2 separate regions of the Mus musculus genome follow, and region 2 is linked to region 1. Evidence: chromatin contacts called from public promoter capture Hi-C data. All regions are on one chromosome and are shown on one strand. Each heading gives the region's core, a stretch centred on a gene start, on an enhancer-like site or on the middle of the called end of the contact. The rest is flanking DNA. Distances are from core to core; before and after follow the strand shown.

What was found. Promoter capture Hi-C pulls out the DNA fragments that hold promoters and counts their contacts.
Region 2: a promoter capture Hi-C map of fetal liver shows a contact between it and region 1, with 2.1 times the contacts expected there. The contact joins the enhancer-like site here to the promoter of 2310034G01Rik in region 1. A contact is called at or near these places in 7 of 39 promoter capture datasets (the 3T3-L1 cell line, the C10 cell line, embryonic stem cells and 4 more), 3 of 115 datasets of contacts at active chromatin or transcription factors (bone marrow-derived macrophages and embryonic stem cells) and 3 of 9 other capture datasets (adipose tissue, liver and pancreatic islet).

Annotation. Positions count from the first base shown.
Region 1 is chr19:46,346,850-46,351,406 of GRCm38.p6, reverse strand. 2310034G01Rik (RIKEN cDNA 2310034G01 gene) reads left to right here and starts at 2,419. Exons shown (of 1, transcript NR_040418.1): 1 at 2,419-3,206.
Region 2 is chr19:46,550,177-46,555,219 of GRCm38.p6, reverse strand. It overlaps Arl3 (ADP-ribosylation factor-like 3), which reads left to right. Exons shown (of 6, transcript NM_019718.3): 3 at 3,531-3,647. Among named protein-coding and RNA genes, the nearest start is that of Arl3, 20 kb to the left of the region's middle. Within about 2 kb of position 1,584, at least 43 of the 459 cell types and tissues checked have an H3K27ac peak or open chromatin away from gene starts, as enhancers often do. A contact at or near this core is called in fetal liver, where this site is marked.

The DNA of each region.
Region 1 (4,557 bases), core at 1,170-3,669:
CAATTCCCAGTACCCATGTGACAGCTTACAACCATCCATCTATAACTGCAGTCCTAGGGGACTGAACCCCTCCCTTTTCTGACCTCTGAGGGCTCCTGCACACACCTAGTGGACAGACATACACTCAGGCACACACACATACACATGAAATTAAGTTAACTGTTTTGAAAAGACGAAAGTGTAGCATTTCTAGAATCGGGATGAAGAAATACCACCCCACAGCTTGATCCTTCATTGTACCTAAAAACTCCCCAGACCAGAGAAGCATGAAGGCACCAATGTAACACATAGGCTCTTTGCCTTCTCAGTTCTGGCTTGAGCTGGGTCTGGGGTGAGCCTGTTCACCAACCAGGTAAGACTAGATTCCTTGAGGAAGTACAAACAGGTAGAAAGGATGACCAGTCCTGATGGGGTGAGATGAACTCATGGGTAATCCTGGATATTTCTCGGGTGCTGGTTAGAGGGCAAAGTTACAAACATTATGTCCTTTTGGTGGTATATAAACTGAAAGCCCAAGGGTGTAAGACAAACCTAACAGTTGTGGGAAACTGGAAGTCTGAAATGGGTCCCACTGGCTAACCAGGAAGGTGTTGGCTGGACTCAGTTCCCCTCTGCAGCTTCTGTGGTTTAATCTATTGCCTCATGCTTTCCGATTTCCAGACACTGCCTGTACTCCTTGCTCTCGGTACTCCCTCCATCTCTAAAGCCAAGTGGTGAGTGGTGTTTCCTGGATGGCATCAGTAGGACTCTGGACCTCTTTCATGTTTGAAGTAATTACACTGGTTTTATGTCACCCAGAATGCTCTTTTAACGACTCGATAGTCATTTTATCCCTAAGTTTGCTTCCAGGAATCTGTGCACTGCATATGTGTAGGAGCCCTCGGAGATCAGACCCCCCCCTGAAAGTGGAGTTGCAGGCGGCTGGAGAGTCACCATGTAGGTAACCGCAGGGACCTGATTAGAAATCGTTGGGAAGTGTTCAGTATTCTAGGGAGTGCCATCTGTGAGCTCAGGCAGTTGAAGCTGTGGACAGACTGGTGGCTCCAAGCCAGCTCAAGGTGTTTCTCTCTGCCTAGTAACAGGGAGGTGTGGCTCGGGCTGGGCATGGAAGGGGAAAACAGCACTGAAAAGCAGTGGGAAGAAGCTTTATTCTGGACGGTTCTGCCTCTCCCAAAGACTGGAGAACAATCCCATGAGGCTGAAGGAGGCAAGTGAATGGATGGTTACAAGGGGAAAGATAACAAGGGCTGGGGGCTCAGAAGCCTGGAGAGCAACTGTGTCGTGCCATACATATATATATGAAGCCAGGGATATGTTTGGGAGAGGAGCGGTATGGTGGGCCCATGCTATGGCATCCCTTCCCCCAGAGGTACCAGCCATATATAGAGCATGGGGAGGGGAGTTGAGGGAGATAAAGGCGGGGGGGGGGAGAGATGGGGAGAGGGAGGAATGGGGAGAGGGAGAGGGGAATGGGAAGAGATCCACAGAGCCAGCAAGACAGTGAGGAGAGGGGCAAGCAGTCCCTTTTATAATGAGTCAGGCATACCTGGCTGTTGCCAGGTAACTGTGGGGCGGAGCCTAAAAGGAATGCGAACAGATTGTTAGGGTCTCCTGTAGCCCAGGCTGTTCTGAAACAGGATGACCTGAAGGCCTGGTCTTGCTGCCTCTACTCTAGGAGTCATGGGATTACAGGCAGGATCTACCACACCCGCTTATGTGGTGCTGGGGACCGAACACAGGTGTTTGTGCATGTCTGTTTCTGTATTGACAGACCTACATCCCCGGCCCGGGAATATCTGATGAGGAGGAGGGGAGCAGAACCCCTGACCCAGGAAAGGTTTCTCAAAGCCATCAGGCAGTCACACGAAACTCAGGCAAGAGCTGGGGGACCAGTGACACGTGCTTATTATGAATTATATATCCATACCCATCCATCACAGGTCTGGACCCAGTAAAAATGCCCGCCATCTGAGTTCTAGGTCATGTATTCTTACGTCTGCCTGCCGCCCAGGGAGGGCGTCTGGCCTCGGCTGCAGACTCTCACCTACACCTACCTGCCCGCCCCTCTGCTGCTGCCACCTATCCAGACCCACAACTTCTGCAGCCGGCCGGTGGGCCTGAGCACGGCCCCGCGAGAACTCCACTGCTTCCATGGTGCAGGCGCGGCCCTGGCCTCTTCCACGCTGCCCTGGTGGGCCTTCCCACCGCCGGATGCCGCGGCCCCCGGCTCGTCGTTCCCCGCCTCCGCCGTGTCCGCGCCATCCCAGCCCGGGCGCGACGCTGCGTGGCCGGAGGGCAGCAGCCTGCAGCTGCAACTGCGCTGGGGCCGCGTGGAGCGCATGCGGGGTCCGCCCCTACCGCTGCCGGACGCCGTGCGCCGCGACTTGCGGCGCGTCTACGGCACCTACCCACGCACCGACGTGCGCGTCACCAAGCGCGGCGGCCAGTTCTTGGTGCGGGCTGTGCCGCGTGTGGGCGAGCCCGAATACAAGGTGGCCCGGCACGTAATGCGCAAGCCAGCCAGTGGCGACGATGGGGACAGCGGGGACAGCCCGGCCGCTCCGGAGGCGGTGCAGCGTGGCCGCCTCAAGAAAAAGCAAGGACCAAGATGAGCATCTCAGCGCGCCTGCGAGTCTGTCGATCCCCGCTCGCCGTCCCTGCTTTTGATTTCCCTGGAGTTATTGCTGAACCGTGCTGGGAGAGAAAGGTGTTCGGTCCAGAGGGTCTTGAAGCGAAAGCAGCATCTCTCTCCCTTCTTAGCCCTCCGTGTGGGTCCCACTCGCCTTTTTCTCTCCCTTGCACCACAACTCCCCTCTTTACAAAGCTGAGGGAGCCAAGCAATTCCCAGCTTGGAAACGGAAGTAAATAAATGAGCGACGTCCAGCATCCAATACAAGATAAAGAAGCGGGCATTTTGCCATCTGTGTGATTAAAGTCTTTACTCTGTATGTAGCCTGACCCCTGGGCCTGCTCTTAAGCAGCAGCTCTACAGTATGCAGTGGACAATCTTCTAGAATCGCCTGCCTGGACTTACTATCCAAACGTCATCTGAAGGCCTATGATAGTTCTGGAGTGTGGGAAATGTCTCCTGTAAGCTAGGTTTAGAGCTAGTTCTGACATTTTTCTAGCCGTGTGTCGTCCTTAGCCTTTCTGAACCCCTTAGCTATCACATCTGTAAAACACATAAAGTTAGGTGTTCAAAGGAATGTCATTCGTTTTCGTTCTTTTGTTTTTTCCAGACAGGGTTTCTCTCTCTACCCCTGGCTGTCCTGGAACTAACTCTCTAGACCAGGCTGTCTTTTTTTTTTTTTTTTTTTTTTTTTTTTTTTGGTTTTTTCGAGACAGGGTTTCTCTGTGTAGCCCTAACTGTCCTGGAACTCACTGTGTGGACCTGGCTGGCCTCGAACTCAGAAATCTGCCTGCCTCTGCCTCCCAAGTGCTGGGATTAAAGGTGTGCACCACCATGCTTAGCCTTTATTCCCAGTTTATGTTAAATCTTTAATTAATTAATTTTCAGATAAAGGTCTTGCTATTTTACTGACTGACCTCAAACTGGTTGCAATACTCCTGCCCGAGCCTGTTGTGCCAGAAAGCATTCACGAACTCCCAAAGACCACCTAGGAGCCGTTTCTGATGTAATAGCACTTGGGGCTCTTATCTCTTTATTACAAGCTTGGGCTTGGGTTCTCCCCCAACCCAACCCTTACAGCAGGACAGGAAGAGAAGGCAGAGCAGCCTGGAACCCTCAGCAGGACAAGGTTTTATAGGAAATGGGAGTAGGTGAGAGTGTCCCAAACCTGGCAATATCTAACTGAATGTCTATTGTAAGCTGACAGGTGGGTGTTCTGAAACAAGACCAAAGGTCTGAAAGTACATTTGAAATAATCATATTAATCTTTGGTTAACTGTTGCTAAGAAGTAGCTAGGGAGCGGTAACTCTGGGGTATGGGCTAAGGACAAGCTGTGGGGTCCTTCCTGGTACTTGGGAGTAGCTTGGGTTCTGCTGTAGGTCAAGTTCTCAGGCTTTTTTTTTTTTTTTCTTTAAGATGGAGGCCAGTCCCAAGATGGAGTAGGTTTGCCCTCTCAAGCCTACAGGGGTCATACATGGGTATCACATCTGACTAGTCTTTTTTTTTTTTTTTTCCATAAATACAGCTGAAATTTTCAGTATTTCAATGTAGTGTTGTTGATGGGCTTAGTAGAGCATCCCTTAACCCTAGGACTTGGGAATCAGAGTTAGGAGGGAGGATACAGAGCCAGACCCTGTGTGTGTGTGTGTGTGTGTGTGTGTGTGTGTGTACGATTTTACATTTTGTAATATTTTGTAATGCTTAAGTGTTGATTTAATTAGTTAATATACCCCCCTTCATCTCACCACTCTCTGCATGTGTGTGCATGTTCCTTTGTGCACAGGTACACACCACCAGCATTGACCTTATTAAGATTTAATTTTATGTTAAATGGTAATGACACACGTCTTTAATCCCAGCACTCAGGAGGCAAAGACAGCAGATCTCTGTGAGTTCCAGGCTAGCCTGGTCTACAGAGCAAGTTTCA
Region 2 (5,043 bases), core at 335-2,834, 200 kb before region 1:
CCAGAGGAATTGAGGGGGCAATGGCACATACCTTAAATCCTAGTACTCTGGAGTAGGTGCAAGCTGATCTGAGTTCGAGGCCAGCCTGGTCCATAGAGTGAGTTCCAGGACAGCTAGAGCTACACAAGGAAACCCTGTCTCAAGAAGGAAAACAAAAAGAATATAGTATTTTATATCATCTTTTTCACTCAAAGGTAATCATGAACATCTTTTTGTTTTGTTGTTTTTGCTTAAACAAGGTCTAATGTATCCTAGCATAGCCTCAAACATGATATATGGCTAAAGATGGCCCCAAACTCTGATCCTGCTGCCTTTACCTCCTATGTATAGGGATTACAAGTGTGCCCTTCCATACCTGATTGTGTGCAGTGCTGGGAATCAAACCCAGGGCTTCCTACATACTAAGCAAGCAAGGACTCTAGCCACTGAACACCACCCCAGAGCATGAACATCCTTATATACTGGTGTACACACTCACAGACACACACATTTGTGGATGTCTGTCTGTCTATGTATGCTTGTACCTATTTGTTATAATTTCCATAGAATAATCTCCTAGAAGGCTGTATGGATCTGATGAATTACAAAATTTGTTTTGTTTTCAAAATAGAGTTTCTCTGTGTAGCCCTAGCTGTCTTGGAACATACTCCGTGTGTAGACCAGGCTTCTTGCAGCTTAAGAAATTCACCTGCCTTTGCCTTCCAAGAATTGGGATTAAAGGCAGGCACCACCACACTCAGTGTAACTTACAGAAGTTTAATAAGTTATCTTTTTAAAATTACACTTGTTTATTTTGGGTTAGACTGCAGGCATGGACCATAGCAGAACATGCAAAGATCAGAGCATGTGGAAATCAGAGCACAGCTTACAGGGATTGGTGCTTCCCTTCCACCCTGCAGGTCCCGGGACTGAATTCAGTTGCCCTGCTTGGTGGCAAACACCTTTACCCTCTCTGCCATCACTGGCTTGAGTTTAAGTTTAAGGCACTGCCTAGTTTGTCTGGCTTCAATCCCTAGCACAGAAGAAACAAAACCAGAAAAGCCAGAAGTTTAAGGAAATGATACATCTGGTCACATCACAGCATTTACAACTGTTTAGTTTGTTGTATTCCAGAAAGGGCTCAGTAGTACTCAGTTCTATATTTAATAGTATTGCTGAGGAGTAGAATTTTCAAATTATGGCTGGGCATGGCGACACAGTCCTAGCAATAGATGGAGGCAGGAGAATCAGAAGTTCATGGTCTTCTCAGCCACCGCATAGTGAGTTCAAGGCCATCCTGGACTACATAGATCCGATCTCAAAAAAGGAAGGAAGAGTAGGAAGAAGGGGGAGGGGGGAGGAGAAGCAGCAGCAACAGCAGCAGACGTAGAAGAACGGACAGAAAGGAGAATATCTCAGATGCACACACGTTTGTTGTCGTGAAGCAACCGCTGTCACTTCCCTGATAAGCTGGAGCCATTTCCCTTCAGAGTTCTTGAAGGGATAGTCATTCAGTCGTGGGTGACTTAGAAGAGCCCTATTCAGCACAGTACCCAGTTCTCCTCTGTGGAACCAAGCAACAACGCCGCCTGTCCCACTGCGCCGGGCCAGGCCTGGTATTCCAGGCAGCAGTGCTGGCAAGCTGCCAGGTGAAGCAGCTGGTTTTGGAGGCATCCCCAGACCCACATAATTCCAGTTACTCTGATGAAATGTCAGGGATGTTGTAGCAAAGTATTGATTGGATATTCAAATCCTGGATTCCCTGCATCATTCTTGCCAGAGAATATGTTTTCCCTCTTTCTTATGCAGTGCCTTCCTCCTGAACCCCAAAGGTCTCGTTAGTTTGTTTCTCTCTCCACTAATTCCCCGTTGCCATGACTTGCTTTCCCTGAGTTTTACTCTGAATACTAAAAACAAAGTTTTTCCCTTCCTTCTTTCTTCATTCCTTAATTTCTTTCTTTTATTTTCTTTTTATTCATTTTTATCCATTTTATTTTTTGTGATAGGCTCTTAGTCTAAAGCCCTGGCTAGCCTGGAACTCATCAAGTAGCCCACCACACTGGTTTTGAACTTGCAGCAATCCTCCTGCATTAATTCTCTTGAGTACTGGGATTAAAAGCCTGTATCCCAGCCGGGCGTGGTGGTGCACACCTTTAATCCCAGCACTTGGGAGGCAGAGGCAGGTGGATTTCTGAGTTCGAGGCCAGCCTGGTCTACAGAGTGAGTTCCAGGACAGCCAAGACTATACAGAGAAACCCTGTCTCAAAAACACCAAAAAAAAAAAGCCTGTATCCCATGCCTGGGAGAGGTTTTTCTTTTCAAGTTCATCTAAGGTACCTCCTAAAGCAGTTTCAAGTGAGCCCTTGTTGGCTCCCGACATGGTCTGTGACTGAGGCCACCACTTCTGAGACTTTTGCTGTTTCCTCACTCCTGACAGCCCAGCTACAAACCCCCCCCCCCCCCCCGCCGCCCCCAGTGCCACAGCTCAGCTCCTGTCTCCCTGTTGACCCATGAGACATCACTTTAGAGCCTCCAGGTTTGCTTGCTCTTGCCTCAGCTTCTGCTTTCTCTCTCACACACATCCCATCCTGTTAAACTTACCGTCCTGAAGACCTCATGAGGAGAGTCTATGCTGATCACAGGTAATTCCATGTCCCATTATCCTTAGCAACATAGAGATTTGCAAATACACAATATGGATTTTTTTTTGGTTTTTTTTTTTTGTTGTTGTTATTGTTTTTTGAGACATGGTTTCTCTGTATAGCCCTGGCTGTCCTGGAACTCATTCTGTAGACCAGGCTGGCCTCAAACTCAGAAATCTGCCTACCTCTACCTCCCGACACAATATGGATTTTTTTTCATGGCTTTTGAAAGATGGAACCTGGGGCCTGAGAATGTTAGGCAAGCTCCCTGCCTCCAGGCTGCACCCCAGTCATAGTGTATATATTTCTTATTAAAAAGCATCATGTGAGCCAGGTATTGGAGAAGGAAAGCAGGAGACAGGGGTCCATCCTCTGCTACTTAGCAACTTCCAGCCCAGCCTTGGCTACATGAAAGCTTAACTGAGGAAAAGAATAAAAAGAAGGAAGGAAGGAAAGAAAGTAGTCTTCTTGTCTCAACATTAATAACAAGGATTCTACTGAATGAAATAAACTATCAAGGTGTTTGCAGCATTAAGAGTATCACATTGTATCATATTTGGGAGTATGGCTTAGGAGTTAGATAGAGCCCTTGTTACTCTTATTTTTGGGACTGGGGTCTGAAAGGAAAGGAAAAAGGGAAAAAAGAAAGGAAAGGAAAGGAAAAGAAGGAAAAAGGAAAAAAAGGAAAAAGGAAAAAAAGGAAAAAGGGAAAAAAAAGGAAAAAGGAAAAAAAAGGAAAAAGGAAAAAAAAGGAAAAAGTCTGGCCATGTAGCTTACTGGTGCAGCATGTGTGTTATATACCTGAGGCCACAGGTTCGGTCCCCATCTTTCATGTACTATTAAATGTGACTTTGTAAGAATTAATTGGTCTTTTTTTTGATGTTGTTATTTTTATCCCGTCTCTTTCAGGGATTTAACATCAAAAGCGTGCAGTCACAAGGTTTTAAGCTGAATGTATGGGACATTGGCGGGCAGAGGAAAATCAGACCATACTGGAGAAGTTATTTTGAAAATACTGATATTCTCGTAAGTAATCGTGGTGCACTCATCATTGCTAACATTGGTCAGAATGAGCAGGGCCAGCAGAAGGCTGCAGAGTGTGAAGGAACAAGATGGTTGGCTGGCTCTCAGTGACAGTGCCGTGCCCGTACCCACACTGGCAAAGTATTTGTAATCACCACAAAATGAATAGCAAAGGTGGTCAGAAGATCTTGCCCAGGCTCTGCCTCCCTTCTTAGTTAGCACATTACATCTCCAGAAGAGAGTGGTAGCTAAGGGGTCTTGATCAGGTTCATTTTTCTGTCAGCTAAAGAATTAAAAGGCAGGGAAAAGCTGCAACAAGCAGCACAGGGCCTGAGAGACTCACTCCACACAGTCGGGAGCTGAAGGAAGGCGGTTACTAGGGGTGAGGAAGCACACGCATGCAGCAGACACAGAAAGATACACACACACACACACACAGAGAGAGAGAGAGAGAGAGAGAGAGAGAGAGAGGAAGAGGAAGAGGAAGAGAGGAGAGAGAGAGCGCGCAAAAGGCTAGGGGAGACTTAGAAGGCCAAAAAAATGCAGCCAGAGAATGTTCCTTGTCATCCAGCTTTGGGCTGGTCAGCTTGCAGACAGACAGGACGCTTGATTGGTCTGTAACTGTTAGATGAAGTGTTCTGATCTGGCCTAACTTTGTGGACTCAGTCCATCAGCAGGAGGATGTGAATGAAGCTGCCCCAGGCTACACAGAGAATTTTAGGCCAGCCTGCACCTAAGACTCAGAAAAGAGAAGACTGGTAAGATGGCTTAGTGTGTAATGGTCCTTGCAGCCAAGCCTGGTGGCCTGGGCTAGCTCCTCAGAGTCCACACAGTACAAAGAGAAGGCTAATGCTGTGGGTTGTTTTCTGACATCCATGGGTGAACGCACACACCCCACATGTACACATACCCCACCATACCCAACACACACCCCACATGCACACACACTCCACCATACCCAACACACACCCCACATGTACACATACCCCACCATGTGACCCCAGACAGATAACCAAGTGTTTCTAATGGCTTTCCTAAGCCAGCCCATGACTTCTCTCACACTGTCTCAGGTCATGCAGGCTTTGCCTTAAGAGGGACGGCACGTGACATTACTCAGTGTTCCTGCCTCCACAGAAATGTGACAAATCCCGTTCACCCCATGTCCCAAGTCTCACAAGCCAGGCTGAAACAGGCTGCTTGTTTGAACTTCCCTAATCCAGCAATTCAAGCACCGGGTGTTTCTGATCACCCTATCACCCTAGTTTCTTGTACTGGACCATTGTTAGGCCCTCAATTACACAATGGATCACAGATCTCTCCCTCTCCCCCCACTCAAGATTGGCCCCTCAGTATCTTTTATTGCTTTTAACACGGGTTCTGTCTTTTTCTTCTCTGACTC